2 separate regions of the Macaca mulatta genome follow, and region 2 is linked to region 1. A link is a contact called in public Hi-C data. All regions are on one chromosome and are shown on one strand. Each heading gives the region's core, a stretch centred on a gene start, on an enhancer-like site or on the middle of the called end of the contact. The rest is flanking DNA. Distances are from core to core; before and after follow the strand shown. Region 1 holds the start of METTL21A (methyltransferase 21A, HSPA lysine). Region 2 holds the start of CCNYL1 (cyclin Y like 1).

Region 1 (3,577 bases), core at 398-2,897:
GTCATAGTAAAACTGTTTTAAAATTGAAGCGGTGATAGTTGCACTACTCTGGGAATATGCTAAATTTTTAAAACCGCACTGAATTGTGCACTTTAAACAGGTGAAGCTGGCCGGGCGCGGTGGCTCACGCCTGTAATCCCAGCACTTTGGGAGGCCGAGGCGGGCGGATCACGAGGTCAAAAGATCGAGACCATCTTGGCCAACACGGTGAAATCCTATCTCTACTAAAAAAAAAAAAAATACAAAAAATTAGCCTGGCGTGGTGGCGGGCGCCTGTAGTCCCAGCTACTCAGGAGACTGAGGCAAGAGAATGGCATGAACCCGGAAGGCGGAGCTTGCAGTGAGCCAAGATCGCGCCACTGCACTCCAGCCTGGGCGACAGAGCGAGACTCCAGACTCTGTCTCAAAAAAAAAAAAAAAAAAAAAGGTGAAGTGTATGGTATGTGAATTACATCTCAATAAGGCTGTTTTAAAAATAATTTTAAAAGTCAGTCTTACAAGCAAGTGTGGACGTTTTCAGAGGTCCCACAGGGCTTACTTACCGCATCCCAAACCACCGCTGCGACTCCCAGGTGTCTCCAGTCCTGCCGGATCTGGATCGTGTGGTTTGCAAAGGAAAAGGTTGCAAGAGGCTTGTGGAATTTCTGCAGCCCCAATTCCGTGGTCTCCTCATAGGGCACCAGGGCCATTCCGCCTGCACCCTGCCCTCTGCTCAGACCTGTCGTGCAAAAGAATCCTGGGTGACGCTCTGGCCAAAAGATACATTATCTCTTAACTAACTCCAAATGCTTTTACGGTTGTTTTACAAGTTCAAAAGAAAAAAAAAAAACAGGTGAAGGAAGCCTTTGTCCAATTTCTTTTGCATGGCTCTTTCGAACCTGAGTGAGATTTGGCTCGGCATTTGTGTCAACGGATGTCTTCGGGAAAGGAAAAAAAAAAAAGCCCAGAACATTCCAACTTCCGCAGAATACCCTACACATTGCACTGCTACCACTCCGTGAATTCAGAGCTGCACAGGCGGTGGAACTGGCGGTGACCGCCCAGGGCCCCAGGGAAGCGGAGAAAGCAGCGCTTCCAATCCAGACCCGGGAGTCGGGACTGCAGCTGCAGCCAGCCGGGCGGCCCGGGTTCTTTTGTTACGGTTTCGCCACCTACCTCCCCTCCTCCATCGGCTGCTTCAATAGTGATAACAATGGGACCGAACCTGCCCTTAAACTGGGTGTTAGCGTTTTGATAAGCCAGAAATATACGGTCGCCGCAGTTCCGTCCTCCCGGGACTGGAGCGACACTGGGGGCCTCCGAGTGGCTCACGGGGACAGCAGGAGCTCGGAGGCCTCCCCGAGGTCCCCCTAGAGCTGCCCCCCACTCACCCCTCTCCCGGGCCGACCAGTGCGCCCTTCCTGCCCGCGGGCCCCGGAGCTGCGGCATCCCCTCAGGGGTGAGAGGGAGACCAGGCGAGGGGGGCACAGGGCCTCTCAGGACCCCCCGGCCATGCGGGGCGCCGTGAGCTTCCCGGCGGAGCGCCCAGGACTCGCCCAGGCCGGGCGGAGGCGTCGCCACGCCGGTACTTACGGCTCGGGAGGCGGCCCCGAGTGGGGCCCGCGCGCTCAGCTTTCCCCGCCCCGGGCTGGCTGCGGAAACCGCCGGCCTTAAAGAGCCCGCGAGGTGGAGGCGGAGGCTGGCCGCCCCGGCCCGGAGCCACGCGTTTCCGGTCTCCCGGCACCCCGCCCCCTGCAGGTGTCCCCGGAGCCTAGGGCGGAGCCGGGCCGTGGCGCGGAGGAGGAGTGACGTTGCGGGGAGGGGGGACCGGGGTTTTCCCGCGTGCATCCCCAAGTACACGGACGACCTAATCCGTTTCCCCGGCCGCCGAGGGAAGCGCTGTGGGGGCAGGAGCGAGAGCGAGACCGGGGTGCCGAGCAGCCGCGGGTGCGCAGGGAGAGCGTGGGGTGCCCCGGGCTCTCCCAGCCGGAGGGAAAAGCCACCTACCTGGCGCTGAATGTGCTCGTTACCTTTCTAGCATGTGCTCCGCCGCTCTCTGCCTCTGACTTTCTCGCTTGCGCCTTGTGCCTGTTTTTTAAAGGTGGCGGGTTAGCGGGTGATGAAGAAAGCTACCTCCGAAGAATGCGTGGTCACTCTGGTCCCCGCGTCTCCACTATGGGGTCCGAAGCGGCGTAATAGCCCGCTTGGCGGCAGTCGAGTGGAAAAGTCACAAAACCCTTCTCAACTAAAGCGCGGTGGGGGAAGTGAACACGTGGGCGCCCGAGTGTTAAGTTTTTTAAATGGGTCGGGGGACGCGGCGGGCTCCGGCTGCAGTCGGGAGCGCGGAGCTGCGGGCGCGCGCTCGGTCCCAGCCCCTGCCCCTGGCGCGCGCTCGGTCTCAGCCCCTGCCCCGGGCGGCGCTGCAGACTCCAGTGCCCCCGTCTCCCTCCTCCCGATGCCGAGGCGCACCTACCCGTGACGACCCACGCTGGACGTGGAAGGTGTCTAGGGCCTGGCACCCTGGCCGCAGGCCCTGGCAGAGAGCGCGGCTGAAGTGGGTCCCCTTGAGTGGGACCGCGCGGGGGCCGGCATCCTCCCGAGGCAGGCTTCCTTTTCCTCCAGGGCCCCCTCGCCCCACGTCGCCCGCCGCACTCAGCGCGGCTGCACATTAGAGCGAGCTAGGGTAAACTCCCTTACCCGCGACCCGGCCCCGAGAGCCGGCCATGGAAGGGGGCCCCGAGCGCTGATTTTTTGTTTGTTTGTTTGTTTGTTTTTGAGACGGAGTCTCTGTCGCCCAGGCTGGAGTGCAAGGGCGCGATCTCGGCTCACTGCATTCTCCGCCTTCCGGGTTCAAGCGATTCTCCTGCCTCAGTCTCCCGAGTAGCTGGGATAAATGGCCTACACCAGAAATTTTTGTGGGATTTTTTGTTTGTTTGTTTGTTTGAGACGGAGTCTTGCTCTGTCGCCCAGGCTGGAGTGCAGTGGCGCGATCTCGGCTCACTGAAACCTCCACCTCCCGGGTTCAAGCAGTTCTCCTGCCTCAGCCTCCGAAGTAGCTGGGATTACAGGCGCCCGCCACCACGGCCGGCTAATTGGCTTTTTTTTGTATTTTTAGTAGAGACGGGGTTTCACCATGTTGCCCAGACGGGCCTCAAACTCTCGACCTCCAGTGATACGGTCTTCTCGGCCTCCCAAAGTGCTGGGATTACAGGCGTGAGCCACCGCCACCTCCCCAACCCCTACCTCCCGGAGCGCAGATATTTTTAAGAGCTCCCCCGGGGCCCGCGTCTGCTGCCCGCGGTGGGAGCCTGGCGGGGGCCTGAACCTCCTTCTCCCGGCCTCTTCCGTCCTGTAGGCGGCGTCCCCGGCCTCCAGATTAATCTTCCATCGGAAGGCTGGGGACTGCGGCTTCGAGGGTAACAAGGGAACTTGGAAGACCACCAATGAGGGTCTTCACCTTTTTCGTTTTCTTTTTTGGTCCTCTCGCTTTCTCTCTTAGTATTTACTTTCTCTCTTACCTCCTGCGCTTGCCTCTCAGCTTTCACTTTAACTAAGACCTCCCTTTCTTGCCCTTATTTTCTCTCTCTCTGCCCCTTTT
Region 2 (3,931 bases), core at 1,181-3,680, 76 kb after region 1:
CAGTGGCACCATCTTGGCTTGCTGCCACCTCTACCTCCTGGGTTCAAGCAATTCTCCTGCCGCAGTCTCCCGAGTAGCTGGGACTATAGGCGCCACCATGCCTGGCTAATTTTTTTGCTTTTTTTTTGAGACAGAGTTTCGCTATGTAACCCAGGCTGGAGTACAGTGGTGTGATCTTGGCTCACTGCAACCTCCACCTCCATGGTCCTGGTTCAAGCAATTCTCCTGCCTTAGCCTCCCGAGTAGCTGGGATTACAGGCAGGCACCACCATGCCCAGCTAATTTTTGTATTTTTAGCAGAGACAAGGTTTGACCATGTTTGCCAGGCTGGTCTTGAACTCCTGACCTCATGATCCGCTTGCCTCGGACCTCCCAAAGTGCTGGGATCACAGGTGTAAGCCACCATGCCCCACCTTTTTTTTGTTGTTTTTTTAACAGAGACAGGGTTTTGCCATGTTGGCCAGACTGGTCTCGATCTCCTGACCTCAAATGATCCACCCCGCTCAGTCTCCCAAAGTGCTGGGATTTCAGGTGTGAGCCACCATGCCCGGCCCCCCAAATTTTTCTTTCTTTTTTCCTTCCTCCACACTGCTGTCTGAAATGAAGATCCAATAGCTGGAGATCAATAGCCATCCTAGGCCGTGAAGGTGGAGGTGATGGCCAATGTTGTCTGTTGACTCCCTACTGGAAGTTTTGCAAGAACAGGAGCCTTTTTTCATCTTGGTGAAAGCAACATCCCCAGCACTTAAAAATTATGTGACATGTGCTAAGAGCTCAGGTATTGAATGGATAGTGAATGTATGAGTTAACTCTGGACCTATACAAAGTCTCAGCTTCTCTGACAGAATCAAACTCTTGCTTAATTCAAAGCACATTCCTCCTACTTGCCTCCCTTTGCTCTCCCAGACTTGCCACTGTTATAGAATAGAATTTTTTTTCTTAATTCTCTCCAATATTCCCTTCATTCAAAATGTTTTAAAATCTATTTCCATAACAATGCTTCCCAATATCTTCCTGGTTAGCAACTTTTAAATTCTTGAATTTTCAGGGTCATAGATATCTGTTTTTGTGTGTGTCTGTTGTTAAATGCAGGCATTATTTTGTACCTTAAAATAGGCATCGTCTCAAGTCTACAAGATCATCCAAAATGGTATCTAATGACATTCCTAGGATTTCAGACAATTTTCTTTTCTTTTTTCTTTGAGACGGAGTCTTGCTCTGTCACCCAGGCTGGAGTGCAGTGGCCTGATCTGGCTCACTGCAACCTCTTCCTCCCGTGTTCAAGCGATTCTCCTGCCTCAGCCTCCCGAGTAGCTGAGACTGCAGGCGCCCGCCACCACGCCCGGCTAATTTTTTGTATTTTTAGTAGAGACAGGGTTTCACCATGTTAGCCAGGATGGTCGGGATCTCCTGACCTCGTGATCCGCCCGCCTTGGCCTCCTAAAGTTTTGGGATTACAGGCTTGAGCCACCGCGCCCGGCCGGGATTGTTTTTAAGGGTTAAATAAATACACCACAGTTGGAACACTGGCACATAGTGCTTGCCAAATGGTAACTATTCATCTTCACGGAATCAAGACTGTGGTACCCGACTGCATGATTCTCAGTTTTGCGTGAGAAAATCGTGCTTTATGTGCTGTTTTTAGTACAAGAAGGGAAATCTGGAAGTCCCTGCCTAGAGGGGAGAAACAGGCAACAAAAGGGAGTTGGTGAGTCCCAGCATTTCAGAGTTGGCAGGGACGAGTTAAGTCCCTATTTTATGGACGAGGAAGTGGAAGGGTGACGTGTCCTCGAGTCTCATTCAAGACCCACAGCCACAACTCTTTATGGAGAGTAGGACCAGGGCTCCAGGGTTGCCATGATCACGTTGCAGGTGAAAAGTAACGCTCATTGGAAGACAGGAGCGGAGCATTTAGTTACAAGAACAGTTAACAATTTGGGTGTAACCAAGTTCAGTGAGCAAACGAAAGTTGTCAGACTCGGAAAAACAGAGTTGCTAATGGAACGCACTCTTTACTAATAACGGCTTTCTACAGAGATCATTGACTCAGCTTCCAGTTACAAATGCCCGTGCGCTTCCAGTAGGACCGGAAAGCTCCCAGCAGCCAGCGATGAATGAAAATCGGAGTCCGGGCTGGCGGCGTGAGGGGCGGGGCAGCTGCCAGGCGGGGGCGGGGCAGTGGGTCACGTGCCAGGCTTCGAGGCGGGCACCGGAGGGGGAACTCTGAGCATGATTGGTTCCTCTTAACCAGGTGACCGCAGGTCGCGTTCCGGTTGGCAGGCACCAGCCAGGGCCAGCGGCCCTCAGTCGGTAGGCGGCGGCGGAAGGAGGAGGAGCTCCAGCCGCGCTCTCTCTGGGCAGTGGCTGCGCCTCACAGCGCTTGTTGTGTTCCCCACCCCTTTTAAATAAGCCGGGCTGGTCACCGCCCTCGCAGACGAGTCAGCTCTAGGGAGGCGGCGGCAGCGCGGCGGCGGGGGTGCGGCCGAGGCCCGAGCCCTGCCCGGGGCCGGGCCGCGGGGCGGGCGGGCGAACCGCGGACGAGGCGGCGCCTGCTTGCGCGGTGCAGCCCCGGCGTAGCCCGGGGCTGCCGGTGCCGGCCGCGCCATTGTTGGGGGAGGGGGTGGCTGCTGAGGGCGGCGGAGTAGGGGGCGAGCGAAGGCGCCGGTGGCGGCGGAGAGGAGCGGAGGCGCCCCATGGGGAACACGCTGACCTGTTGCGTGTCCCCCAATGCCAGCCCCAAGCTGGGCCGGCGCGCGGGGTCGACGGAGCTGTACTGCGCGTCCGACATCTACGAGGCGGCGTCCGGGGACGCGGTGGCGGTAGCGCCCGCTGCGGTGGAGCCTGCCGAGTTGGATTTCGGAGAGGGCGAGGGCCACCACCTGCAGCACATCAGCGACCGCGAGATGCCCGAAGGTAAGGAGGCGGCGGATGCCATCCGCCCTCGGGCTCACCTCTGCCCGCCGCCTCCCCCAGAGTCCCCCGGGAGGCATCCGCCGCCTCGGGCTCCTTCCTGCCGGTAGCCGGTTTTCCCGGGGCTGGGCTCCGGGACGAAGGCTGGCTCTGCCTCGCGTCCCCACCCTTTATTCTTTCACTGCTGCGTCTGGCCAGTTTCTTTCCCTCCTCCTTACCCTAACGCCCAGTTATTGCTCTCTCTTTCCATTCTCTCAAGCCGGCTTGGGATCCTCTAGTCCGCCGCCCTTCTTGTTTGTAGCTCTGTTCATTGTCTGGTGGGACTTTGCTAAGACTTTTGGGGCATATTGTTTTCCTTTTCTCAATGGAAACTCAAATACCTCAACTTCGGAGTACTCATCCCATTCCCTCAACCCATCCAGATGGTACCTAAGTGAAGGAACCAGGTAAGGGTCTGATTGTTCCTTTCTCCCATCCGTGAAGGTAGCTGATGCCCGCGACAGTTTAGACCCAGATGTTTGGGAATTTCTTATTTAGACTCAAAATAGAGGTTGCCATAGGAGACACTATATGATATTCCTAATAGGTTAAGTCGGCTTGAAAGAAGCTGCTTTATTCCTTCCAACTATAATTTGAACACAGAAAGAAAGAAATGGGTGGGAGTAAAATAACTGTGAAGGGTGTGAGAGGTTATTACCAGTGGTGCAGAAAAGTTGCTTTTTTGAGACGGAATCTCGCTCCGTCCCCGGCCCAGGCTGGAGTGCAATGGCGCTATCTCTGCTCACTGCAACCTCCGCCTCTAGGTTTCAAGCGATTCTTCTGCCTCTGCCTCCTGAGTAACTTGAGATTACAGGCGTGCGCCACCACGCCCAGTTAATTTTTGAATTTTTAGTAGAGACGGGGTTTCACCATGTTGGTCAGCCTGGTCTCGAGCTCCAGACCTCGTGATCCGTCCACCTCGGCCTCCCAAAGTGCTGGGATTACAGGCGTGAGCCACCGCGCCCAGCGGTTGTTTTTAACT

The links. Hi-C and Micro-C count contacts between places; a contact is called where the count stands out from the background.
Region 2: a contact with region 1 is called in a Hi-C map of fetal cortex germinal zone, with 4 times the contacts expected there. The contact joins the promoter of CCNYL1 here to the promoter of METTL21A in region 1. A contact is called at or near these places in 3 of 14 Hi-C or Micro-C datasets (blood, fetal cortex germinal zone and fetal cortical plate).

What each region holds. Positions count from the first base shown.
Region 1 is chr12:112,891,986-112,895,562 of T2T-MMU8v2.0, forward strand. METTL21A (methyltransferase 21A, HSPA lysine) reads right to left here and starts at 1,648. Exons shown (of 4, transcript NM_001194117.3): 1 at 1,573-1,648; 2 at 543-718. The coding sequence starts at 689.
Region 2 is chr12:112,967,701-112,971,631 of T2T-MMU8v2.0, forward strand. It overlaps CCNYL1 (cyclin Y like 1), which reads left to right and starts at 2,431. Exons shown (of 10, transcript XM_015110808.3): 1 at 2,431-2,913. The coding sequence starts at 2,694.